Linked DNA regions of Mus musculus: region 1 is linked to region 2. The links are chromatin contacts, called in public Hi-C maps. All regions are on one chromosome and are shown on one strand. Each heading gives the region's core, a stretch centred on a gene start, on an enhancer-like site or on the middle of the called end of the contact. The rest is flanking DNA. Distances are from core to core; before and after follow the strand shown. Region 1 holds the start of Notch2 (notch 2). Region 2 holds the start of Snx27 (sorting nexin family member 27).

Region 1 (6,011 bases), core at 1,158-3,657, 3.4 Mb before region 2:
TTATAGTAGGGATTCAACTGAGAAAGTGTCTAGGTGACAGCAAAACCAGGGAGTCACTCCCACCGCAGAGCCAAAAGCAAGCCAGAAGTAAGGGGAGTAAGGGGTGGTCCAGAGAATTGTTCAGAAGCTCACACAGATGGGTTGACAGCTCCTTGCCTTAGGAACCAGTGATGTTCAAATTAACAACTGGCCACGAGCCAAACACGGGAACACTCAAAACTTAGGGAGGGAGAGTTATAATTGGTACCTTGGCAAATACACCATAATAGATTAGGAAGCTTCCCTGCTAGACCCTGGGAAGATTTAAGATTTGCAACAACAACTAGCTCTTTAATCTCTTTCATGAGAATAGTTTAGCATCTAAAGAACACCTGTCCAAAACCCAAAATGCCTACATTTGAGCTGGACTGACACTCAGTGTGACGCCCCAACCGATATCGGTGACAGCGAGGGCCTGCATTAGCAGAAGTGGGGGCATCAGTTCAGCGCACTGGGGTTCAACATGGGAGAAAGCCCGTGTGCCAGCCTCATCCCATCTCTGTTGCCAGCGTTAGCACTTGTGAGTCACTTTACGTACTAGTCCCCGAAGTACTCAAGAGAAAAATAGTTAGGCTTTGAATCCTATTCCATATGGGAAAAGACACAGGTCATGAAGACTAAAGTTACTTTACTATGTAAAACAAGTCGTGGGGGACCAAGCACTTTCATCCTCAGAAAAAAAACCACACTAATCATACAGCTCTTTACACTAAGTCTACACTGAGGGCTAACAGCTTCACTCAAAGAAAAGGGGCAAGGCAAGAATGCCATCGTTGAGTTTTGAGGAAAACTTTCGGGAACCATTCAATCCTGAATTCAATCCTGGTCCACTTCTGAAAACCTACAGACCCAGCAATGTATGACATTCTAATTTTCCAGAAAGTATCTGGTTGATGCTGGACAGCCCAGCACTGTTTGCAGGTGATAAATAATCGAGTCTTCCTCAAAGCATCTGCGATTGGCATGTCAGCTGCCTGTTACAATGAACAAAGACCATACTTTTCTGAAACTCATCCCTTCTCTGAGGAAATGTACTAGAGTTTTTCTGGTAAAAGTTAATTGTTCTTGAGTAAAGGGGGACCCTACCAGTTCAACAAACCAGTACAAGACATAGCCCCACTGGAAGCACAGACTTCAAACCAGTACAAGACATAGCCCCACTGGAAGCACAGACTTCAAACCAGTACAAGACATAGCCCCACTGGAAGCACAGACTTCGAACCAGTACAAGACATAGCCCCACTGGAAGCACAGACTTCAAACCAGTACAAGACATAGCCCCATTGGAAGCACAGACCAAACCGCTGCTCCTGCCCTGAAACAACTTTTCTGAACATCTTTTAAGTGCTACGGGTTTAATATACATTCTTTTAATTAATCCTATTAGCTGGGTAATTTCATCCCCATTTTATTGGTGAGTTAATACAGAAGATTTGAATCCAGGATTACAGAGCTGGACTCCAAAGCCGAAGTTCTTTCCATACAACATTCCAAAGAAATGTAAAATCTAAAGATGTGGGTGGAGTGGGTAAAATATGATCCGATTTCCTTTCCTGGCTCCCACCAAGTTAGCGAGGGGGCACGGAATATCCCACCATAACAAGCCTTTCTAAGCAAGCACTTCGGATCAAGCAACGTCTCCACTTTTCCTCGCCTGCCCCTGCCCCACCCCCAACGGTGCCAAAAGAGCAGCAAGCTGCTGCCAGGTTGGAGGAGTTGGGGATCGTCACACCACATTCCTGGGGCTGGACGCACACTGGAACCGCAGCAGAGCTCCGCGCCTCGGAAAGAATAACAGCAGTTGAGATTTTCAATCATGTGGCTCAGCACGCTGCCACACCAGTTCCCCCACTGCTGCCTCCACCTATCCAAGACCTAAGCCCCACGCCCAACTCCTCCTCCGGACAAACCGACCGATCCGGGTGTCAAAAGCTGGGAACGCCGCAAGCCCCCGCCGCCCTCCCGACCACACTCGCACCTCGGCCCGCGAGCTGCTCGCCCGAGACCCCGCTAACGCGGAACCCGGGACGCTACGCGTTGCCAAGACTCGAGGCCCGGACGAGGCAGTTTGGAAGACGCAGTCCCCGTAGCGCAGAGACAGAGAGGGATGGTCTCCCGGGCGCCCGGTACTCACCGTGCGCGGGGCCCGCGCCGCACAGCCAGAGCCACAGCAGCGCCCGCAGCGCGGCGGGACGCAGAGCGGGCATCTTCGGGGCCGCAGCCAGAGCAGATCCGCATGGGGAGCGGGTCCCGACCAGGAGCCCGGCTCTCGCGTGCTCTACCCTGCCCCCGCGGCTCGCTGAGTCCTGGAGCTCCCGCTGCGCCGCCCCTGCACTCCGCGCAGCCAGGCCGCCGCCCGAAGTTTGGCTGAAAGTTTCTGGCTGCGCCGCGCGGCTGGGCGGCCCGCGTGTCCTTCCGCCTCGGCCTCCTCCCACCGCGAGGCTCCGCCCCCGTCGCCGCCGCGCGCCCAGGGGTTTCCCGCAGAAAGAAGCGCCGGTCCTCTGCGCGCGGAGGGATCTGAGTGAGCAGCACCCCGTACTCCGCCCGCTCGACCGCCGAGCCCGCCCATGAGCTCGGAAAGGGGGGCGGCTGAAGCGCCCAACATCAAACACTAGGGTTTACCCGGGTCCTGAACTTGTAGAGAGAGGCAGACCTCATGCCCCACACACCCACCCACACACTTCTTGGCTGGTTAGAGGAATGAGGGAGAGCAAAAACGAGACTGTCAACGGAAGGCAGAGGGCAAAGGCGCCAAAGTACTCTTAAGAGGACATTCCTTAAGATGCTCTGGGCATTTCGTTCATTCATCCGTCCATCCACCCACCCATCCTTGGTTCTTTTAGTGAACTTCGTGTAGCAAGGTGCTTGGGACACTGGAATCGTCCGCTCTAGGGTCTAGAAGAATTTAGGGGAGGCTTTCAAGAGACAGCAGGAGCTTGAAACTCTAGTCAAAGGTGTAGAAAATAGAAAGAAGAACCAGGAATACTCTTTATAACCTATTAATAGCTGCGAGTGAAGAGTAACCTAAATGCCCCACCCTTAGGGACTAGATGAATAATGCATAATTATAAGTGCAATACAATTGAAAATACCATCTTCATATACGTCAGCCGTAAAACCAAAATGATGATGAAAACACGAATCGCAGAGCGAGACTCTAAGAATGCCATTTACATATAAATGTTTCCAAACAACACTGAACATTGTATGGACGTTTGTGTGCATAGTTTTTAAAAGATAAAGCTATTACACTAACAATTTCCAAAGTGGGAGAGTGGAGGGTGTGATCTGTCTTAGGAATAAATGCATTTGTAGAACGAAATTGGCAACTACGAGGAATTGCATAAGTAACACAGGACTGTTTGTATTTCTGTCTTGACTACACGGGGAAGTCTTTATGGCCCAGGATCATGGCCTTCATCACTAGTGCCTATCAATTAGTAGATGGTGACCTAGAATGCAGAATACCGTTCAGCAAGTGCAAATGGGTGTGAACATTAAAACTGCAGTTTAATAAGCACTATAGAGTCTGAGGAAATGGATCAGCGGGAAAGAGTGCTTGCTGTGCAAGCACGGGGACCTGAGTTCAAATCTCCAACACTCACAGTGAAAGCCAGGTTTGACTATGCACATGCCTCAAACAGCTGTAGGGAGTAGAGTTAAATGAATCTCTGGGGCTAATTAGCAGGTAGCCCAGTTCCAGGTTCAGTAAGAGATCCCCCCCCCCCCAACCAGGGAATAAGTTAGAGAGTAATAGAACAGGATATCTGATGTCCTCTGACCTCCACACACATGAATATATACATACACATATACAGCATATATCATACATATATACCATATATCACACACATACAGCATATGTCACACACATATACCTTATACCAAACACAAATAATAATATACCACATACACATATACATTACCTTGGGAAAGAGAAGCTAGTACTTACTGCAAACGGTCACATTGGGACCCTAGAAGCTCTTTTCAAAAAGTAGCATAATTGAGGACTAGAGAGATAGCTCAGTGGTTGCTGTTCTTGTAGAGAACCTGGGTTCAATCCCCAGCACCCACATCCCACATGGTGCTTCACGTCTATCCGCAACTCCAGTTCCAAGGGATCCACTTCCCTCTCCTGGGCTCCACAGGCACCAGGCATGCACATGATGGACAGAGATACACGCAGGCAAAGCTCCCATACACATAAAATAAAACCAAATTTAAATTTAAAAATAGTATAGTTAGTGAAAATCACTAGGCAATTTCTGCTTGTGCCATGTGTTTAAAGAAGAGTAATAACATTAACTTTCATTTGTTCACCCATGGTGTTACCAGTCTAATCTCTACTCACGTAAGAGGGTAAATCGTGAGTTGCCGATACAAACTTTAAATTGACCTACAAAGATCAGATTTCTCACAACCAACATGCATACAAAAGAGAGTAAAGGTGCTCACCCCTGAGGCACAGCTCCAGAAGTGGCTGTAGCTGTGTTCCTCAGGGTGACAGCTTTAAAGACAATAACCTTCAGGGCTGGGGAAACAGTCCAGTGGGTTTAACCCGAGCTTGCTCTCCCCTACCATAACAGGCAGAGGGGTGGGGAAAATGGTTTAGCAGTTAAAAGCTAAGTCTGCTCTTCCAGAGAACCAGAGTTTGGTTCCCAGCACCCATGTCAAGTGGCCCGTGACCTCGTATAACTCCAGTTCCAGGAGATCTAATAGTTCTGGCTTCACAGGCACCCACATATATGTGCACAATGCCCACCATACACAGAGACAGACAGACAGACACACACATACAAAATCTTGACCAAGAAAAAAAAAAAAAGCCAAAGCCAAGTATTAAGGAGGCAGAGACTAGCTGGCCCTTGGAGCTTGTTGGCAACCAATCTAACATAATTGATGAACTCTAGACCAATGAGAGACCTTGTCTCAAAAGAGATGGCAGTCCAGATAATAATACCCAACTTTAACTTCTGGCTTCTATACACATGCACATATATGTATGCATACCCGCAGATACATCTGTGTGTGTGTGTGTGTGTGTGTATGTACACGTGTGCATGTTCCTGTGTACATTAAAGAATAGAAAGTATTACATGATGTGAAACTTCTGTTGAATTGTTGGAGTGTTAAACTCACTGTGTGTGTGTTCTAGTAAGCACTAGATAAATAATGCAGAAATATTATAAATAAAAGAAAGAATAAGAAGGTGCTCATAAAAAGCGTTATAATCCAGTCAAGAGTGTTACAGGTTCAGCCTGGAATTCGTCAGGGAATGTAAAGTGAATTACATATTCTAGCTAGCCAGTATAAAAGATACAAAATCCTGGTATTTTATTTTCAAGCTGTAAACCTAAATTGGACAAGTTTGGAACTATTATAATTTATGTTCCAGCCACATGTCCCTTGTCACTTGCTATTTTGTTCTTGCCTGGGTTATTCTCAGGGTCCATTTCTCCTTGTTGTGCTCAAGATTCATCCAGCCTCGAGGTGACCTTCTCCTCCCTCCCTCTTTTCCTTTCTCCTTCCCCTGGTCTCTCCTGAAACCTCTCACTAGATCATCAAGTCCTGCCTTTCCCTCTCTGTCTGCCCATCACAGGTTGTAGCCTTTTATTAACCAATTAACTTGAAATTGGGGAGCAAGCAAAGGCTGATGTATGTGAGAATTCTCTTGTTGGGGGGCAACCAGCTCTTAGGGTACAGAATATAGCATTTGTATACACAGCACCAGACCAACTATCATCAAGGGAAAGCTTCAGGAAGAGGCCGATAAGTAAACTAAAAGTCAGAGAATTAAATGATCAATCAGATGAAGAAATAGCCAATCAGGTGAGCAGGGACTTATTGCGTTTAGAGGCTTACTTCTGCCACAGGGACAGGGCAGGGTCTGTGAAAGCAGATAATCAAGAAGATCAAAGTTTGTCCATGAACTGGGGAGACAGCAACTTAAACAGGAGCTGTGGGAGTGCTGG
Region 2 (5,465 bases), core at 1,448-3,947:
GGTGAAGAGGTTGCATGAAGGGCAGTGCAGTTTGACTCCCTAAACCTGTAGTCTGTAGCTATCTCGTTTATCTCTGCATCTCTCACCATTGTTAAAAAGCCTAGAACAGAAGGTACATTCAATTTGTGTGTGTGTGTGTGTGTGTGTGTGTGTGCGTGCACACATATGTATGTGTGTGTGCGTGTGTGCTGAAAAAAATATTAAAAAAAGGTCTCTTATAGCCCAGGATCCCCTTGAACTTGCTCTATAGCTGAGGATGATGACCTTGAACTTCTGATTTTTCCTAGGGCCTCCAAGTTCTGAGTGCTGGGAGTGTATCACCACATCTTGTTTTTATGCGACTAGGGATTAAGCTGGGCTTCCTGCATGCTAGGCAAGTGGTCTACTGACTGGCTGACACCCTTAGCCTCATTCAGTGTATCTATATGTATATTTGTTTATGTATATATGTATTTATATACGAGTAAGTACATTACAATTTATGTATATGAGTGCTCAATTTGCATGTATGCCTGCATGATGGAAGAGGGCATCGGAACCCATTGTAGATGGTTGTGAGCCACTATGTGGTTGCTGAGAATTGAACTCAGGACACCTGGAAGAGCAGCCAGTGCTCTTAACCATTGAGCCATGTCTCTAGCCCTCCCACCTTCAGTATATTTTTTTAATAAAAAATAAAGGCAAATGTTGTTTGTTTGTTTGTTTTTTGAGACAGAATGTTAGCATGTAGCTCCTGGTTGGCTTGCCTCAACTCACAGAGATGGGCTGGCCTCTGTGTCCCGAGTGCTGGGATTAAAGATGTGGGCTTGGCAAAAATAACTAGTTCTATCTGGGCATGTTGATGCACGCCTTTAATCCCAGCACTCAGGAGGCAGAGGCAGGCAGATTTCTGAGTTCAAGGTCAGCCTGGTCTATAGAGTGAGTTCCAGGACATCCAGGGCTACACAGAGAAACCCTGACTCGAAAAACCAAAAAAACCAAAAACCAAAAAACTAGTTATTTTAGCAGCAAGTTCTTTCCATCCAGTACTCAATTCAAAATAAATTATTCAAGTCCAAACCAGATTCCATCATTATGTTGAAGCAAAACTTATTCTATCTTTATTATTTCAGTATTTCAGAACTAACCAAGAGTCTTCATCAGCTTTGTTGTAAAACAAGGTTACTTTTATTCCTTTTGTTTATAATGCAAACCTTTCTTTTTAACCTTCATATGTATGCTCTAACTGTAGTGACTTTGTGTCTCCATTCAGTATGTTTCAAAATCTCTTAATCCCCCTATTGCTTCTTCTGTCCCTTGTAATCTTAAAAACTCTCCATGGCCAGTAAACTCTTTCAGGGGCTTGTTTGTTTTTATAAATTATCTGCTTCTTTTAGGTTCATAATTTTTTACTTGTGTAACCTCATCTACCAAGCAGGGACTGGGCTAGTGCTGTAAAGCGTTAATAAGTTCTAGATGTAAAGACTTGGTACATAGTCATGTTGAGAAAGGTAGTTCTTGGTGCTTCTCCTCTTCTTCTGCTGGATGCCAAGAAGGAAGACTCCTGGCTCGTTATCTCCAGGTTATTTCTCCGGTTGGGGGGTTGTGTTAATATGTCACTTTGGGAGATGAAGTAATGTCCCCCTCAGGACAAAGAGCAAGTCTACTGTATTCCTTTGTACAGAATGGCAACCTTTCCAAGTTGTGTGTCTTAGGCTCTGATACCTTAGGGGAACATCACTCATCAGAGCTCTTTATCTACATGGTGCTTGGTGGGGAAGAACTGAGAATACCTGAGGAGGCTGATACTGTTTCCTTTGTCTTTGCTTTGTGGAATCTTGTGTATTCTACAACATCTACTAAACAGGAATGGATTAACTAGTGACCTTATCAGTAGGGGGAAATCAAATACCAAAGTGGAGCAGTGATGGCGTAGATTGCTATGTGCATTATTTCTGTCATTACTTGCTGTCACCAGGCACCCAGCTCTATCAAGTTTATATCCTGCCAGATCGCCAAAAACACCAACTGCATGCTTTCTAAGAATTCTCTTGTGCTATTGGAAGAAATGAAATAAACAAGATAAAAGCAACTTCAAAACTCTTGCTAAATTAAAATTATTGACCACTTTAATATCCAGTTCTAAATCATGGAAGCTGTTGTTTTCCTCCACACATGCTTTTTTGTATGTCTGTATATAGCCGTGAAGTTGCAATAACATGGAAAAGAAAGTTGCGCAAAAACAGCTGAGCTTTAAATGCTGTTACATAATTGCTGCTTGACTTTGGTAACACTAAAGTTCCGTATCCTAATACTTGAAATAAGGAACCGAATTCACGATCTGGTTGTATCACTTGATTGCTGGGGCTTTGTCCAACATGAATATACAAATGAATAACCGATTCAAGATTGCAATGAATCACCAACTAGTGGTCGGGCATAATCCCAGCAATCAGGAGGCAGAGGCAGGTGGATCTCTGAGTTTGAGGTCGGCCTGCTTTACAGAGCCAGTTCAGGACAGCAAGGGCTACAAAGGGAAACCCTGTCTCGAAAAAACAAAACAAAAAAAGATTCTCATCATCCAACCAAGGAAACTTAACCAGAGCCCAAAGCCCAATAAACCACAACTCCCAGAAGGCTTTGAGCCCGGATGCGTCATGCACCATTTGCAGAACTACATCTCCCAGGAGGCCCTGCAGCGCCCAACCGTCTGCTTCTCCCGCCTTGCTCCCTTTTCCTCACCCCCTCGCAGCGCGGTGGCCCACTAGCTCCAGCGGTCGGCGGAGCGGGCGCGCGCCGGGGTCGCGCGGCTGCCGGAGGGGGCGGGCGCGCGCCGGAGGAGTGGAGGCGTAGGGGGGCGGGGGACCGCTCGCTTGCTCGCAAGATGGCGGACGAGGACGGGGAAGGTATTCACCCCTCAGCCCCGCACCGGAATGGAGGCGGCGGCGGGGGGTCTGGGCTCCACTGCGCCGGGAACGGTGGCGGGGGAGGCGGCGGCCCGCGGGTCGTGCGCATTGTCAAGTCCGAATCCGGCTACGGCTTCAACGTGCGGGGCCAAGTGAGCGAGGGCGGGCAACTGCGGAGCATCAACGGGGAGCTGTACGCGCCGCTGCAGCATGTGAGCGCCGTGCTGCCCGGGGGGGCGGCCGACCGGGCCGGGGTGCGCAAAGGGGACCGCATCCTGGAGGTGTGAGTATCGCTGCCGCCACGCCCCGTCCTCCTATCCTTCGCCTGTCCTGGCCCCGCACCCTGTCACCCAGGCCGCACCTCTCTTAGCTCGAGAGCCTGCCGCGACCCTCGCCCCCCGCGGGCCTTCGCGGCCCGGCTTGGAGCCTCCTGCTTTCCTGGCGTCTCCAGTTTGTGCTCTCCCTGCTGCTCCCATGCCTTTGGCTGCTCTCAACCCGTTTGCCTTCTTCTATAGCATGCCTCTTTCTGCCCCTTACTGAGGGAGTCTCCTTTCGACCTAGCCAGTACTGTGTCCTCCCCAACTTTTCATCTTTAGCATCATAGTTTCCTGGTCGCTGCCACTCCCCTCAGACCTTGTGGACTGTCCCTTCTGCCCTCTAGACCTGATAGGACCTGTGGTCAGCTCATTTTCCTCTGGAGGCATCATTTCTCCCCACCTTAACCCTCCACCCACTTTCCTTAGTTATTCCCCGTTATGATAAAAGCACACCGACATTTTTGCATCCACCGTTTGGCCTTTTCTCCCCTCTTCTTCTTTGTAGTCACACCATCTCGAGTATACCTTATCACATGCGTTTTTGGGGGAGGGGTTGCAACCTGATTTTCAGGCTAGCTTCTCCATGGCTACATTGCTTTTGAGTACAGCCTTTTCTGGCTCCCCGACTTCCCACGTGCACCACTCCTCACACCTTGGAGTTCGGTTTAATAGTGCTCCTAGCTCCTGCTTCCCTCAGACTGCAGTCGACTTAGGTCTTTGCCCGCTCCGTTTTCCTCCTGCTCTGTGCTATTGCAATCCTACACTTTAAATTTCTCGACGTAGCTTTCCCTTCTCTTTTTAAGGCCCCTTCTGCTGTTGCAACCCACCTTCTGCTGCAGTCTTCCTTCATCGAACTTGTTCAGGCTCACTTGTCACCACCACATCCCTTAAAGCTCCAGAGATGTTGTCTTGGCAGTTTGAACGCAGACCTCCACTGCCCTAAGCTGTGTTGTGGTTGTGATTTTGTACTTTGTCCTAAATTTGTATAGTGGTTGTTGGTTGACTTGTTGGCGCTGTGTGCTCTCATTGTCTCCATTCTCCTTCAATCCTGGATCTCTCCTTACTGCATCTATATTGTATCGCCCCCCCCTCCCCGCCCCCCACACGCAGCCTCTCCTTCCATGATGGGATTTACTCACACAAGTCTTTCTTCTTTTTAAATATTTCATTTTAATTGTAAGTTCCACAGCTGCCTGCTCTTCATTTTGTAAAACAGATTCATGTAAGAGCTGCACTTACAGAATCTTGGGAGTCTGTCCTTGTAAAGGAGCCCCCTTCCTCCAGGCCTTTCCCCCCCCTCCCATTTTTGTGCCCATTACTCTTACTCTGTTTCCTCGTCTTTTCCACTTCAAGAAAGAGTAGCTCACTAATGCATGTGTGTGGAGAGCTTGCACATTTCTTCTGACCTTTATGGAAAGAGATGCTTGTGGGGTTTTTGTTTTGTTTTGTTTTAAATTGCTATATTACAGACTATTTTCTAATATTTTCGGGTAGTATATTTTTAGTCTTTGTGGGTAGCATTAAGATACTGAATACAATAATGACTTTGCCTTCTAACTGGGTCCCTTGGTATTTATTTTCTAGAAAACGCAAAAGTTGTGACTGATGGTTTCTTCTGATAGAAACTTTTAGAATTGTCATTTTGCTTTCCCTGTGGAAATTAGCTTTGATTCAGCTCTTTATATTTAGTTTTAAAATATATACAGTTATAAGTGTATTAAAGTTCTAGGTCATTTGCTGTATAGGGTCCAAAATGATGAAACTACAGCTAATATCTACCAAGAGTGTTTAAACTTTTTACTCTTATTATAGTCTCCAGCAGAAATCCCAGCTGTAAACTAGCCAATGTAAAGAAGAGCTGAGGGATCCTGTGAATCCTTATGAGAGACTAGGAGCCTAGGAAGTAGAAGCTAATATTTTTTGGTACTGTCCTTGGTGGTGAGAGAAATTTTTCTAATTTTTGGTGGCAGGGGAAAAGAAATACTGCCTAGACAGTTGTTCCTGGAAGGTTGGTGATGATAAAAAGAAATCTTCATGGTATTGGTTTTGAGCTTTTTTTTTTTTTTTTTTTTTTGGTTTTTCAAGACAGGGATTCCTTTGAGCTTTTTGTATTCTGATTCAAAATTCTTTTTCAAAATTCAAAATTCTTTGAAACTCTGGTACCACTGTAGAAGTAACAGAGGTAACTAACAATTCTAAGCTAGTTTATAACTTCTGAGACTTCTGTATACCTCCCCCAACTCCCCCATTTCCTTAGACTTTT

Evidence for each region. A called contact is a pair of places that touch in the nucleus more often than the background predicts.
Region 1: a Hi-C map of CD4 T cells shows a contact between it and region 2, with 4 times the contacts expected there. The contact joins the promoter of Notch2 here to the promoter of Snx27 in region 2. A contact is called at or near these places in 1 of 39 promoter capture datasets (pre-B cells) and 1 of 484 Hi-C or Micro-C datasets (CD4 T cells).

What each region holds. Positions count from the first base shown.
Region 1 is chr3:98,009,934-98,015,944 of GRCm38.p6, reverse strand. It overlaps Notch2 (notch 2), which reads right to left and starts at 2,407. Exons shown (of 34, transcript NM_010928.2): 1 at 2,174-2,407. The coding sequence starts at 2,246.
Region 2 is chr3:94,579,948-94,585,412 of GRCm38.p6, reverse strand. Snx27 (sorting nexin family member 27) reads left to right here and starts at 2,697. Exons shown (of 12, transcript NM_001082484.2): 1 at 2,697-3,168. The coding sequence starts at 2,864.